4 separate regions of the Mus musculus genome follow, and regions 1, 2 and 4 are each linked to region 3. Evidence: chromatin contacts called from public capture Hi-C and promoter capture Hi-C data. All regions are on one chromosome and are shown on one strand. Each heading gives the region's core, a stretch centred on a gene start, on an enhancer-like site or on the middle of the called end of the contact. The rest is flanking DNA. Distances are from core to core; before and after follow the strand shown. Region 1 holds the start of Mthfd1l (methylenetetrahydrofolate dehydrogenase (NADP+ dependent) 1-like). Region 2 overlaps Akap12 (A kinase (PRKA) anchor protein (gravin) 12). Region 3 overlaps Mthfd1l (methylenetetrahydrofolate dehydrogenase (NADP+ dependent) 1-like). Region 4 overlaps Akap12 (A kinase (PRKA) anchor protein (gravin) 12).

The links. Promoter capture Hi-C pulls out the DNA fragments that hold promoters and counts their contacts. Capture Hi-C pulls out chosen DNA fragments and counts their contacts.
Region 1: a promoter capture Hi-C map of hematopoietic stem and progenitor cells shows a contact between it and region 3. The contact joins the promoter of Mthfd1l here to the enhancer-like site in region 3. A contact is called at or near these places in 5 of 39 promoter capture datasets (the C10 cell line, the HPC-7 cell line, embryonic stem cells and 2 more), 3 of 484 Hi-C or Micro-C datasets (all in embryonic stem cells), 4 of 115 datasets of contacts at active chromatin or transcription factors (embryonic stem cells, extraembryonic endoderm stem cells, memory CD8 T cells and 1 more) and 1 of 9 other capture datasets (embryonic stem cells).
Region 2: a promoter capture Hi-C map of the HPC-7 cell line shows a contact between it and region 3, with 5 times the contacts expected there. The contact joins two enhancer-like sites. A contact is called at or near these places in 6 of 39 promoter capture datasets (the C10 cell line, the HPC-7 cell line, cranial neural crest and 3 more), 12 of 484 Hi-C or Micro-C datasets (the C10 cell line, adipose-derived mesenchymal stem cells, cortical neurons and 5 more), 22 of 115 datasets of contacts at active chromatin or transcription factors (T-cell acute lymphoblastic leukemia, craniofacial prominence, embryonic basal ganglia and 12 more) and 5 of 9 other capture datasets (adipose tissue, embryonic stem cells, embryonic trunk and 2 more).
Region 4: a contact with region 3 is called in a capture Hi-C map of embryonic stem cells, with 2.9 times the contacts expected there. The contact joins two enhancer-like sites. A contact is called at or near these places in 7 of 39 promoter capture datasets (3T3-L1-derived adipocytes, the C10 cell line, cranial neural crest and 4 more), 7 of 484 Hi-C or Micro-C datasets (3T3-L1-derived adipocytes, ECoMG-derived neutrophils, cumulus cells and 2 more), 5 of 115 datasets of contacts at active chromatin or transcription factors (differentiating embryonic stem cells, embryonic stem cells, epiblast stem cells and 2 more) and 1 of 9 other capture datasets (embryonic stem cells).

The regions. Positions count from the first base shown.
Region 1 is chr10:3,971,814-3,974,513 of GRCm38.p6, forward strand. It overlaps Mthfd1l (methylenetetrahydrofolate dehydrogenase (NADP+ dependent) 1-like), which reads left to right and starts at 1,262. Exons shown (of 28, transcript NM_172308.4): 1 at 1,262-1,665. The coding sequence starts at 1,442.
Region 2 is chr10:4,354,722-4,357,421 of GRCm38.p6, forward strand. Akap12 (A kinase (PRKA) anchor protein (gravin) 12) reads left to right here. Exons shown (of 4, transcript NM_031185.3): 3 at 1-2,700. Among named protein-coding and RNA genes, the nearest start is that of Zbtb2, 32 kb to the right of the region's middle. Within about 2 kb of position 1,435, at least 52 of the 459 cell types and tissues checked have an H3K27ac peak or open chromatin away from gene starts, as enhancers often do. A contact at or near this core is called in the HPC-7 cell line, where this site is marked.
Region 3 is chr10:4,106,589-4,109,476 of GRCm38.p6, forward strand. All of the region lies in intron 26 of Mthfd1l (methylenetetrahydrofolate dehydrogenase (NADP+ dependent) 1-like), which reads left to right. Among named protein-coding and RNA genes, the nearest start is that of Gm25515, 3.7 kb to the left of the region's middle. Within about 2 kb of position 1,408, at least 136 of the 459 cell types and tissues checked have an H3K27ac peak or open chromatin away from gene starts, as enhancers often do. A contact at or near this core is called in the HPC-7 cell line, embryonic stem cells, extraembryonic endoderm stem cells and 3 more, where this site is marked.
Region 4 is chr10:4,287,890-4,290,807 of GRCm38.p6, forward strand. The region is part of intron 1 of Akap12 (A kinase (PRKA) anchor protein (gravin) 12); the gene reads left to right. The region is part of intron 4 of Gm40592 (a long non-coding RNA gene); the gene reads right to left. Among named protein-coding and RNA genes, the nearest start is that of Gm40592, 21 kb to the right of the region's middle. Within about 2 kb of position 1,567, at least 14 of the 459 cell types and tissues checked have an H3K27ac peak or open chromatin away from gene starts, as enhancers often do. A contact at or near this core is called in embryonic stem cells and stem cell-derived epiblast-like cells, where this site is marked.

The DNA.
Region 1 (2,700 bases), core at 12-2,511, 130 kb before region 3:
TATTCCACAGATGAGAAATGTTGTGTTTAGGGATCCCCAATCTAAAAGGGACATCTATCAAACCTGCCCTAATAAATGAATGGACATGGCCAGAAGATAGATTCCAATATCCCTTCCATGGGCTCATCTCTAAGGGCTTAAATTCCTCCATGTATAAGCTTCAACTCTTAAAATATGCCTCCATCTCCCAGTAACCAAGAGGGTGACCAGGTTTTTAATATATGGACCTTTGGGACACATATCCAACCTACAGCAGTGAGGAAGGCAGAGGATATCCTGTAAACACTGTCTGACTCAACCTCATCGTAGGCACTTTTCATAGGGAGTAAGTTTCTGTGGCTCCAAGTTCCAACTAGATGTGTGTATTTTTTTTTTTCTTAAACTTTTTACCCTCTTTGGAACCTGCTTGTCCATGCATTTCAAAAACATGGCCCCCGTGTGTCAGTGAGGTGGCTCAACAGGTATAGTCACTTGCTGCCAAACCTATGAAGTTGAGTTCTATCCCTAGAACAATCCTTCTGCCCAGCACCTCAGCACGCCGCTGCTGACCCCAAGATAGAATCAGAGAACTGGTTTCTTCAGGTTGTCCTATCCTTTACTTGCTGCAAGCTCAAGGACACAAGTAAAACTTAAAAAGAGGAAGAGGAGGAGGGCACGTGGAATTGGGCAAGCTCACAGCTCTGCCAGCAAACCAAATGACTTCTCTTGATCGCAGGTTCTCCTGGTTAGAAATCAGACGAATGGCGTTCCATTTCTTACATCTGTTGGGGTTAATAAATATATCTTTCCAGCACACAAGACAGCGTGAGCACTCAAAAAACGGTCTCTGCCTTGCACAAATTCTACCCTACCTCATTTGTGGTCTACAAAGTTACTATGTTATTCCCACTAGCCTTGGAAATTATAAACTTGGAAGACTCAGTCCTAAAACCATTGACGTTAATCTGCTTAAGGCTACAAAACCAGCATTTGCATTGCAAACTCTAAGAACGACATTTAGCCCTAGGCCACCTCCCACGTAATAAACACTTCCTTCTGAAGGTCTAAACTGGACTTAGGACCACTACCTCCTGAGGAAAGTGAGCTGCATTATGAAGACCAAGGGTGGCATCAGGTTTTGAGGCAGAAGGGCTGGCCATACAATCTCAGGGCAAGGGCTCAGCACCACGCTGATGCCCCACCTCCTATGCCTTGACTTTCTGGCAACTCCAACCAAAAGCTTCACGTCCGCTGGCCCCCGCCCTGTTAACGTCACGGCCACTTGGTACAGTGCCCCCTAGGGGCCTCAGTTCCTCCCACGAGGAAGAGTCTAGTCTTTCCTGCTGCTGGCCCTTTACTGTGCCGCTTGGCTCTCTGGTGCCTCCCACGCCAGCCCGGGGAAGAACTTGCAGCCGCATCTCGGCGCCTGGGGATAACCAGTCACCCCGCACTCTGCAGCAGCATGAGCGTCCGCCTCCCTCTCCTGCTTCGCCAGCTCGGCCGCCAGCAGCTGCCCTCGGGCCCGGCGTGTCGCCTCCGTGAGCTGTGTCGCTCAGGCAGCAGAAGCAGCAGCAGCGGAGGTGGTGACCCCGAGGGGTTACGCGGGCGGCGGCTGCAGGATGGCCAAACCTTCAGCAGCCATGGCCCAGGCAATCCGGAAGCCCCCGGGATGGACTCCATCGTCAGGTGAGTGTCCTGTTTGTCTACAGGCAGGTCCCTAGCCAGGGACCCAAGGACCCAATGGCACTCTCGGCCGCTGGGAGACCCGAGGGACCGTTCGTAGGGCGGGAAACAGAGAATGCTTGGTTCCGACTTGCTAGAGACGCCTTGCGATTGGCAGAGAGGGCGTGGGGGCGAAGGGGAACGTCCGGAGTATGGGACCCGGTAGATGAGGGCATCCCCCCCAGCCGGCGCGCGCCTCACGGACCGCACGCCCCGCTCCACGTGCACCGCCCGCCTCCGGCTCTGATGCAACCGCGCCGGGCGTGGCGCCGACAGGAAAAGGGCGGTGCGGCCCTGGGCGGGAGAGAAGCAAGGAGGATGGCCCTACAATCCCGCCACTGCTGATGTCCCACTACTGAAGGAGGGGCGGGCTAAACCCCTTGCGGAAGCCCTCTAGGTCTAGGCGTACGGTCCGCTCCGGAGCATCGCTGCTCAGAGAGCACACAGGTTCCGGTGCAGCAGTATCTGGAAAGTTCATTCTATATCCGGTGGTGATCTGAGCAGAGTCATCTGGTCAGACCCTATAGTGAGTTTGCTAGGCCACTGCTGTGCAGAGGCACCTACCTGCAAAGGGCGGGAAAGCCCTTTTCTGCTTTGATTCCCAACTGGGGCTATGGAAACAAATGAGCAAAAATAATCTGCCCCCAGGGGCTGTCACACATATATCCCGCAACAAGTAGTCATTATTTTTACAATAAACTAAACTAAGCTCTACAAACTTGGTGTAATGAGCATGACAGTAAATACTTAAGGTTCAGTGAACTAAAAAGCAGAATTTAAAATGTTACATGGGTACGTTTGTAATAAGGAAAAACGTTCTCACAGTTTTTTGATAAAATCCAACATTTTATGGACACTGACATTTCAATTTCATGTGGTTTTCACGTGCTATGAAGTATCCTTATTTCTGTTTTTCTACCAGTTGTTTAAAAATGGAAGCTCAGGCTAGGGAGACTGCTCAGTTAAGTACTGAGTAAAAGTACTGGCTGGGGGAAACAT
Region 2 (2,700 bases), core at 185-2,684, 250 kb after region 3:
GACAAGGAAGAAGAGCTGGATAAGGTCAAGAGTGCCACCTTGTCCTCCACGGAGAGCACGGCGTCTGGAATGCAGGATGAGGTCAGAGCGGTTGGCGAGGAGCAAAGGTCAGAGGAGCCAAAGCGCAGGGTGGATACTTCAGTGTCTTGGGAGGCGTTGATTTGTGTCGGATCGTCCAAGAAGAGAGCGAGGAAGGCATCCTCTTCAGATGATGAAGGAGGGCCAAGAACACTGGGAGGGGATGGCCACAGAGCGGAGGAGGCTAGCAAAGACAAAGAAGCAGATGCTCTTCCTGCCAGCACCCAGGAACAAGACCAAGCGCACGGAAGTTCCTCACCCGAGCCAGCTGGAAGCCCTTCTGAAGGGGAGGGCGTCTCCACCTGGGAGTCATTTAAGAGATTAGTCACTCCACGAAAAAAATCCAAGTCAAAACTGGAAGAGAGAGCCGAAGACTCCGGTGCAGAGCAGTTGGCCTCCGAGATCGAACCAAGTAGAGAGGAATCTTGGGTTTCCATTAAGAAATTTATTCCTGGACGGCGGAAGAAAAGGGCAGATGGGAAGCAAGAACAGGCCGCCGTTGAAGACTCGGGGCCAGGAGAGATCAATGAGGACGACCCCGACGTCCCAGCTGTTGTGCCTCTGTCTGAGTACGATGCGGTAGAGAGAGAGAAGCTGGAAGCGCAGCGAGCTCAGGAGAACGTGGAGCTGCCCCAGCTGAAGGGGGCTGTGTATGTGTCTGAGGAGCTTAGTAAGACTCTGGTTCACACCGTGAGTGTCGCGGTCATTGATGGGACCAGGGCAGTCACCAGTGCCGAAGAGCGGTCCCCTTCGTGGATATCTGCTTCCATGACAGAACCTCTTGAGCACGCAGAGGGAGTGGCCACACCGCCTGTTGGAGAGGTCACTGAAAAAGACATCACTGCAGAAGCAACTCCTGCACTCGCCCAGACTTTACCAGGGGGCAAAGATGCCCATGACGACATAGTCACCAGTGAAGTGGATTTTACCTCAGAAGCAGTGACAGCCGCAGAAACCACAGAGGCGCTCCGCGCTGAAGAACTTACCGAAGCATCAGGGGCAGAAGAGACCACAGACATGGTGTCTGCAGTTTCCCAGCTGTCCGACTCCCCGGACACCACAGAGGAAGCCACCCCAGTTCAGGAGGTAGAGGGTGGCATGCTAGATACGGAAGAACAGGAGCGCCAGACGCAGGCCGTCCTCCAAGCCGTTGCAGACAAAGTGAAAGAGGACTCCCAGGTGCCTGCAACCCAGACTCTGCAGAGAGCAGGGCCGAAAGCACTGGAGAAGGTGGAGGAGGTAGAGGAGGACTCCGAGGTGCTGGCTACCGAGAAAGAGAAGGATGTTGTGCCGGAAGGACCCGTGCAGGAAGCTGAAACTGAGCATCTTGCACAGGGCTCCGAGACTGTACAGGCTACCCCAGAGAGCCTTGAAGTTCCTGAAGTCACAGAGGATGTAGACCGTGCCACCACATGCCAGGTTATCAAGCACCAGCAGCTGATGGAACAGGCTGTGGCCCCTGAGTCATCTGAAACCTTGACAGACAGTGAGACAAATGGAAGTACTCCCCTCGCAGATTCAGACACTCCAAACGGGACACAGCAAGACGAGACCGTTGACAGCCAGGACAGTAATGCCATTGCCGCCGTCAAGCAGTCACAGGTCACTGAAGAGGAGGCAGCTGCTGCTCAGACGGAGGGGCCTTCAACACCATCTAGTTTTCCAGCCCAGGAAGAACACAGGGAAAAACCAGGAAGGGATGTTCTAGAACCCACACAAGCGCTGGCTGCCGGGGCAGTGCCTATTCTGGCAAAGGCTGAGGTGGGTCAAGAGGGTGAGGCTGGCCAGTTTGATGGAGAAAAAGTCAAAGACGGACAGTGTGTTAAAGAACTGGAGGTGCCTGTGCACACTGGACCCAACAGTCAAAAGACTGCTGACTTGACACGTGACAGTGAAGTAATGGAAGTGGCCAGATGTCAGGAAACTGAGAGTAATGAAGAACAGAGTATTAGCCCGGAGAAAAGAGAGATGGGAACCGACGTTGAAAAGGAGGAAACAGAGACCAAGACAGAGCAAGCCAGTGAAGAACATGAGCAGGAAACAGCTGCTCCTGAGCATGAAGGAACCCACCCTAAGCCAGTCCTGACAGCTGACATGCCTCACTCAGAGAGGGGAAAGGCACTGGGCAGCCTTGAAGGAAGCCCTTCTCTCCCAGACCAAGACAAAGCAGATTGCATAGAGGTTCAAGTTCAAAGCTCAGACACACCAGTCACTCAAACAACCGAAGCTGTGAAAAAGGTCGAAGAAACTGTGGCAACTTCAGAGATGGATGAAAGTTTGGAGTGTGCAGGTGCGCAATCATTACCAGCTGAGAAGCTCTCCGAAACCGGTGGCTACGGGACTCTTCAGCATGGAGAGGACACCGTGCCCCAGGGGCCTGAGTCTCAGGCAGAGTCCATCCCAATAATAGTAACTCCTGCTCCTGAAAGCATCCTACATTCTGACCTTCAAAGAGAAGTGAGCGCATCCCAGAAACAGAGATCAGATGAAGATAACAAGCCAGATGCTGGTCCTGATGCTGCCGGCAAGGAGAGTGCAGCAAGAGAGAAAATCCTCAGGGCTGAACCTGAGATCTTGGAACTTGAGAGTAAGAGCAATAAGATTGTCCAGAGTGTCATCCAG
Region 3 (2,888 bases), core at 158-2,657:
TCTGCCAACTCTACGAATCACACAGCAGGATGGAATTGACAATTTTTGCTGGTTTTCTAAGCACTCTTCCACCAATAACAGGGTGAAAATACACCTCTGCCATCTCGGGCCAGGCCCTTCTATTTTCAGATCATGTGTTCAGGAGCCACAGAGGCATAAAGTGAATTTCCTTCTGGGAGAGAGAAGAGAGTGAGTGGTCTCAAGATCTGTCTGCTGACTCAGCAGCAGTGTGGCCCAGTGACCGACTTCTGCTGCAACTCAGAGTTACGATATTGTATTTCTATGGGCAAGTTGGGGCTGGCTGCTCACAGTAGCCAGGACCCTAACAGCTACCCCAGGGGTGAGGGGGAATCAGTGGCCCACCCTCTGTTTCCTTCTTCAACACATCTTGTGTGTCCCTTTGGGATGACATTACACATACATCTTATTCCCAACATGTTATTGAAAAGTATGAAATAATATAAAATTGTCAAGTGGGGACATTTCACATTTAAACATAAAAGGAAACATTTTAGTGTAGTGGCTTTCAGGAGTCACACTATTATTAAGTAAAGTATTAGAAAAAGCCAGTGGTGTATACCTTTAATCACAGTATTGAGGAGACAGAGGCAGACAGACCCCTGTGTGTCCGAGACTAGTCAGTCTAATCTACATACTGAGTCCGTGCTCTATATAGTGAGACCTTGTCTTATGTGTGTGTGTGTGTGTGTGTGTGTGTGTGTGTGTGAGTGAGAGAGAGACAGAGAGAGACAGAGGGGGGGTGAGAGAGAGAGAGAGAGAGAGAGAGAGAGAGAGACCTTGTGACCCTGAACATAGGGAAGAAGCTGATTGGTAGACAGAATTGAGTCTAGTGTTAGCTCATTTGAAAGGTTGTCGGGACATAGGAAATAAGTCTCTTAGAAACATAGATGAAGCCAGGAAGATGGTCCTGTGGTGAATCTCCCACCCCACCCCACCCCCACCTCCATGGCCAGGCTAAGACCAAAGCTGTCCTGTAAAATCAGCGTGGACTCTTTCCCCCAGCCTGTTCCTGGGCCTGGCTCTCTGACTTATGACCTGTAATAAATGAATGCATGGAACAGTCCTGGAGCAGCAGCAGCTACTCACAGGTTTCCTGGAGTGAGCCATCAGTGACGTTATCTCAACGCAGAAGTTCCCCTGGTGGCTGCTCTCAGGGACAGAGGGAGTGTCCCTGCCTGCCCGAAATCAGGCCTGAGGAATCAGGAAGGAAGTGAGGCCTAAGTAAAGGGGGTCCAGGAAGGCAGGACACTGTCACTTGGAGGCACTCTGTGACAGTACAGGAAGCCATATGCAAGCTGGGCAAATTCCCCCAGGAGGCCAGGATCTCCTAATAAGGGTGGAATTTACTTTCTTTGTCCGCACTCTGGGCCCTCCCACAGACTTGCTGGAATGCATCAAGCATTCATCACTCCTCTGAGAGACATTGTGGTAACTTCCTGGTGGGATGACTAAGGAGAAGGAATGGGGGGTGGGGGGCGGGATGACACTCAGGGAACTGACCCCTGCAGGTGGGAAAATTCTAGCTGGATGAAGCAATGTTATGCTTAGTCATTCCACATTCAATTGCTATCAGGCATCGGAGATACTGAGATACAAGGCTAACCTCCAATCCCCACTCCCTGACGTCCACAATCAGAACTGTTCTCCATTCTTCAATAGAATTCATTCATTCATTCATTCATTCTCTTATTCAGCAAGTCATTAATGGTACCTCCAGCATGCATGGGGAAGAACGCGGTCCCTTACCTCCCGTGTGGGTTTCTGGTACAGAGACTCTGGTAAATAAATGTCCAACATGGACAGAACACTGTGAGCTTTAGAACACAGGGGCAGGTCCCCTCTTGGTGTGTCCTGAAGGCAGGCAGATAGCCCTTCTGTACCTCTGCTGCTGCTTAAGTCTTGAAAACAAAGAATTCCAGCATAAGCCAGTCCACCCGCGAGTGGTAACTGGGGTCAGCTTGACTGGTGTTGGGAAATCACATGGGGAATGCTGGAAAGGCGTCACCTCTTTGTCCTTCTGGGTATTAGCGGCTGGACACCTACCTGAACTTCCTTCCTTGCCTAGCTGTCGCCTGTGTTTTTGGGGCTGAGCTGTCACATCGCATTCTGTTTGGTAATTGCTTTAATTGGTGCTGATTAACACTTTCTAATGGCTAGTGTGGAGGCTTCTCTGGCCCATTTCACCTCCCCACGATTGATTTTTTTATAGAAACCCCTCGGCTCACCATCCCGAAGACTTTCTGGATGTGTGAGGGTAGCCAAGTATTTTTTCTACAGTCACTTTCTTTGTCCCTATGTAAAAATGCATTCCTGGGCTGGCAAGATGGCTCAGTGGATAGAGATGCTTGCTACCAAGTCTAACAACATCCCAAGTTTAATCCCAAGGACCCATATGGTAGGAAGAAAGACCCTGCTCCTAAAAATTGTCCACAGAATGCCACACATGCATGCACACACCCATACACAAAATTAATTATTGTAAAAGAATTTAAGGAACGTATTCCTGGGTGCCCCTGCTTCTTTAGGATGACATTACATATACATATTCTCCCCAACATATTATTGAAAATTACGAAATAATAAAAGATTGTCAACTGGTATAGTGCACACCTCAGTGCCTCTTTTCCTAAGAAATCATTTGCCAAATGCATTTTTTTTTTTTTGAGCAGGGGCAGAAGGAGCAAATACTTTCTTATAATTTTCCCAACCTCAAATTTTATAAACTACTCTATTCCTTGGAGCTGGTGATTTATAATAGCCAATAAACCCAAGAGCCTGTGTAACTTTTCAAAAAATAATCTCATGATGAAAGAGATTCGTGATATATATATCAGGTGTTCTCTGTCCTATCACATTGGTTCAGCCTT
Region 4 (2,918 bases), core at 317-2,816, 180 kb after region 3:
CCGGGCGTGGTGGCGCACGCCTTTAATCCCAGCACTCGGGAGGCAGAGGCAGGCGAATTTCTGAGTTCGAGGCCAGCCTGGTCTACAGAGTGAGTTCCAGGACAGCCAGGGCTATAAAGAGAAACCCTGTCTCGGAAAAAAAAAAAAAAAAAAAACAAACCGAAACAAAAGCTTTTAATCCCAGCATTTAGGAGGCAGAAGCATTAAGATCTGAGTTTGAGGCCAGCCTGAGTTCCAGGGAATCTTTTCTTTCTTTCTTTCTCTCTCTCTTTTCTCTCCCTTCCTTCCTTCCTTCCTTCCTTCCTTCCTTTCTCTGTCTCTCTTTCTTTCTTTCTTTCTCTCTCTCTCTCTTTTCTTTTTCTTTTTTCTTTTAAAGTTTTACTTATTTATTATATGTAAGTACACTGTAGTTGTCTTCAGACACACCAGAAGAGGGAGTCAGGTCTCATGATGGATGGTTGTGAGCCACCATGTGGTTGCTGGGATTTGAACTCATGATCTCTGGAAAAGTAGTCAGTGCTCTTAACCGCTGAGCCATCTGTCTAGCCTCAGGGCATCATTTTAAACATCAACCTTTATCCTCTACATGCATGTGCCTGTATGCAAACATACACATATACACACCATGCACATGGAAAAGGAAAACACGGGAATAGACCTGCTGAAAAACTGAACTTTGAAAACCAAAACTGGTGATACAGAGCTATAGAGAGAAACCCTGTCTTAGACTGGAAAAAAGGCAAACAAAACCAAAACTTATTGAATGAAAGTTAGATGTAATACAAAAAACTATAGGAATTGGTTTTGTGTGTGACAGAGGGTGGTGCTTGCGTGGGCGTGGTTATCCATGCATGTGTGTGTTTGTTGATATTGGGTGTCCTTGATCTCTCTTGTCCTTGATTGGGTTTTGATTTTTTTCAAATGCTTTTTACCTTTATCTTTTTATTGTATGTGTTTCACGGTGTTTATGTGGAGGGCAGAAGAAAACCTGTGGGAGCTACTTCTCTCTGCCATGTGGATTTTGGGTCGGTCTTTAGGTTGTCAGTCTTGACCGCAAGCCCCCCTACCTCCTGAGCCATGTTGTTGACCGCTCCATTTTAGTTTTGAGAGTCTCTTCCCGAATCTGGAGCTCACAGGTCAGCTTACACTGACTGGCTAGCAATCAGCTGGGATCTTCCAGCCTCCATCCCTCCCAGGGTTGGAGTTACAGGTACTCACCACTCAGCTTTTCGGTGGTGCTCCAGTCTTTGTAGTTAAAAATGAATAAATCCTGGCGTGGGGTTACGACCCACCGAATGAAAGACACACACAGCCTTTATATTTTAATATGCCTTAAGTAGCTCAATAGCTGGGCAACTGCCTCCCCTCCATGCTGTTAAGAGACCACTTTCCCATCAATAACTCCAAGTGACTACTTACTAATTTCTAGGTTTCATCCTGGCTGCTCTTAATTCCAATTAGTCAGCCCTCTGGGCCACGTTCTCTTGGCCCAGAGCCCAGGGAGCTCTCCTTGCTTCTCTACTCCATGGTGACTTCCATCTCTCTCCTGCCTGTTGGAAGCCTTCCTGTGGCTCACAAGAAACACCTGGGAGGCAAGCAGGGGCTGAAAAGGGAGGGGAACTAGGCGGTCGAGAGAAAAATGGAGCTAAGTCAAGATTCCTGATCAAAGCTCAAATGTTTAATGGCAAATGCCCTTATAAAGTGGGGGAGGCCCATTCCCACCAATTCATTCTTGGGGCCTGGAACCAGCTGCAGGTAACTATGTGCATGATAGGGTGTAGTCTCCGGAATAGTGGCCTCCCAGCAGGTAGGAGTGTCTTGAAGGGGAACAGAGGCAGTGGCTGAACAATAGAGTGATCTAGGGAGGAAGGCTCCTCCCTAGGTAATCTTTGTGGCATCAAGGTCAAGGTCTGGCTTAGCCTGCTTCAGGCTGGGGGAGGTTACACCTGCATACTCTTCTAAGAGTGTCTCCCCCTTCTGCTTCTTTCCTCCGTCCAGGAAACCTAAACCCCGCCTATGTCTCTTCTCCCAGCTATGAGCTGCTGGCATCTTTATTTACCATTCAGAATTAGCTGGGGGCTGGTCCCTCAGTGTTTCAAGGGTGGACTCTCTCCTGCAAACAGTTTGGGGGGGGGGCAAATTAACATTAAAATACAAACAGAACTAAGTCAAACCCACTCCAGGTCTTTATGTGCACAGCTAGCACAGTACCTGTGGCGTCTCCTTCACAGCCTCCGAGGGGATTCTGTCGCTCACAGTGCTGCTGTGAAGTATCATTGTTGCTATGACTTGTTGGATCCAGGAATAAGTTAAGATTTTGCAATTCTCTCTCTAAGAATTCCCCTCATACTTGTAAGGAATTAAGTCATTGTTGCTAATATCTGAGTGCCCGCTTACAGTTGTGCTTAGGGCTTTAGTGGAACAGGAAAGCGCGGCTCATTAAACCCCCTGCAGAGTCAGCCAGCCCCACCCAGTGGAAGGGAGGCATTTACTCTAGCTCTGGAGGGGTGCAGCTCCCCTAGTTTTGGATGCATCTCTCAGTGACTGCAGCATCACTTTAAAAAGGTATTTGGGGCCCTGTGAGACAACTCAGCTAGAAAAGGTATCTGTCACCAAACTTGACACTGACCTGAGTTCAGTTCCCCAACCCCACAGGGTGGGAGGAGAGGACCAGTGTTTGCTAATTGTTCTTTGACCTTGCCACCTTGACTCATGCACTAAGCACATACACACACACACACACACACACACACACACACACACACACACGCACACGCACAGGCACACGCACACACAAACACGCACGCACAAATTAAGATAGGTCCATTACTACTGGTCTCCAGAAACAACAGAGGGGGATGGAGCCCTTGATGGATGGAACTGAAAGAAATGGTTGTCATTTACAAATGAGGCTCAGG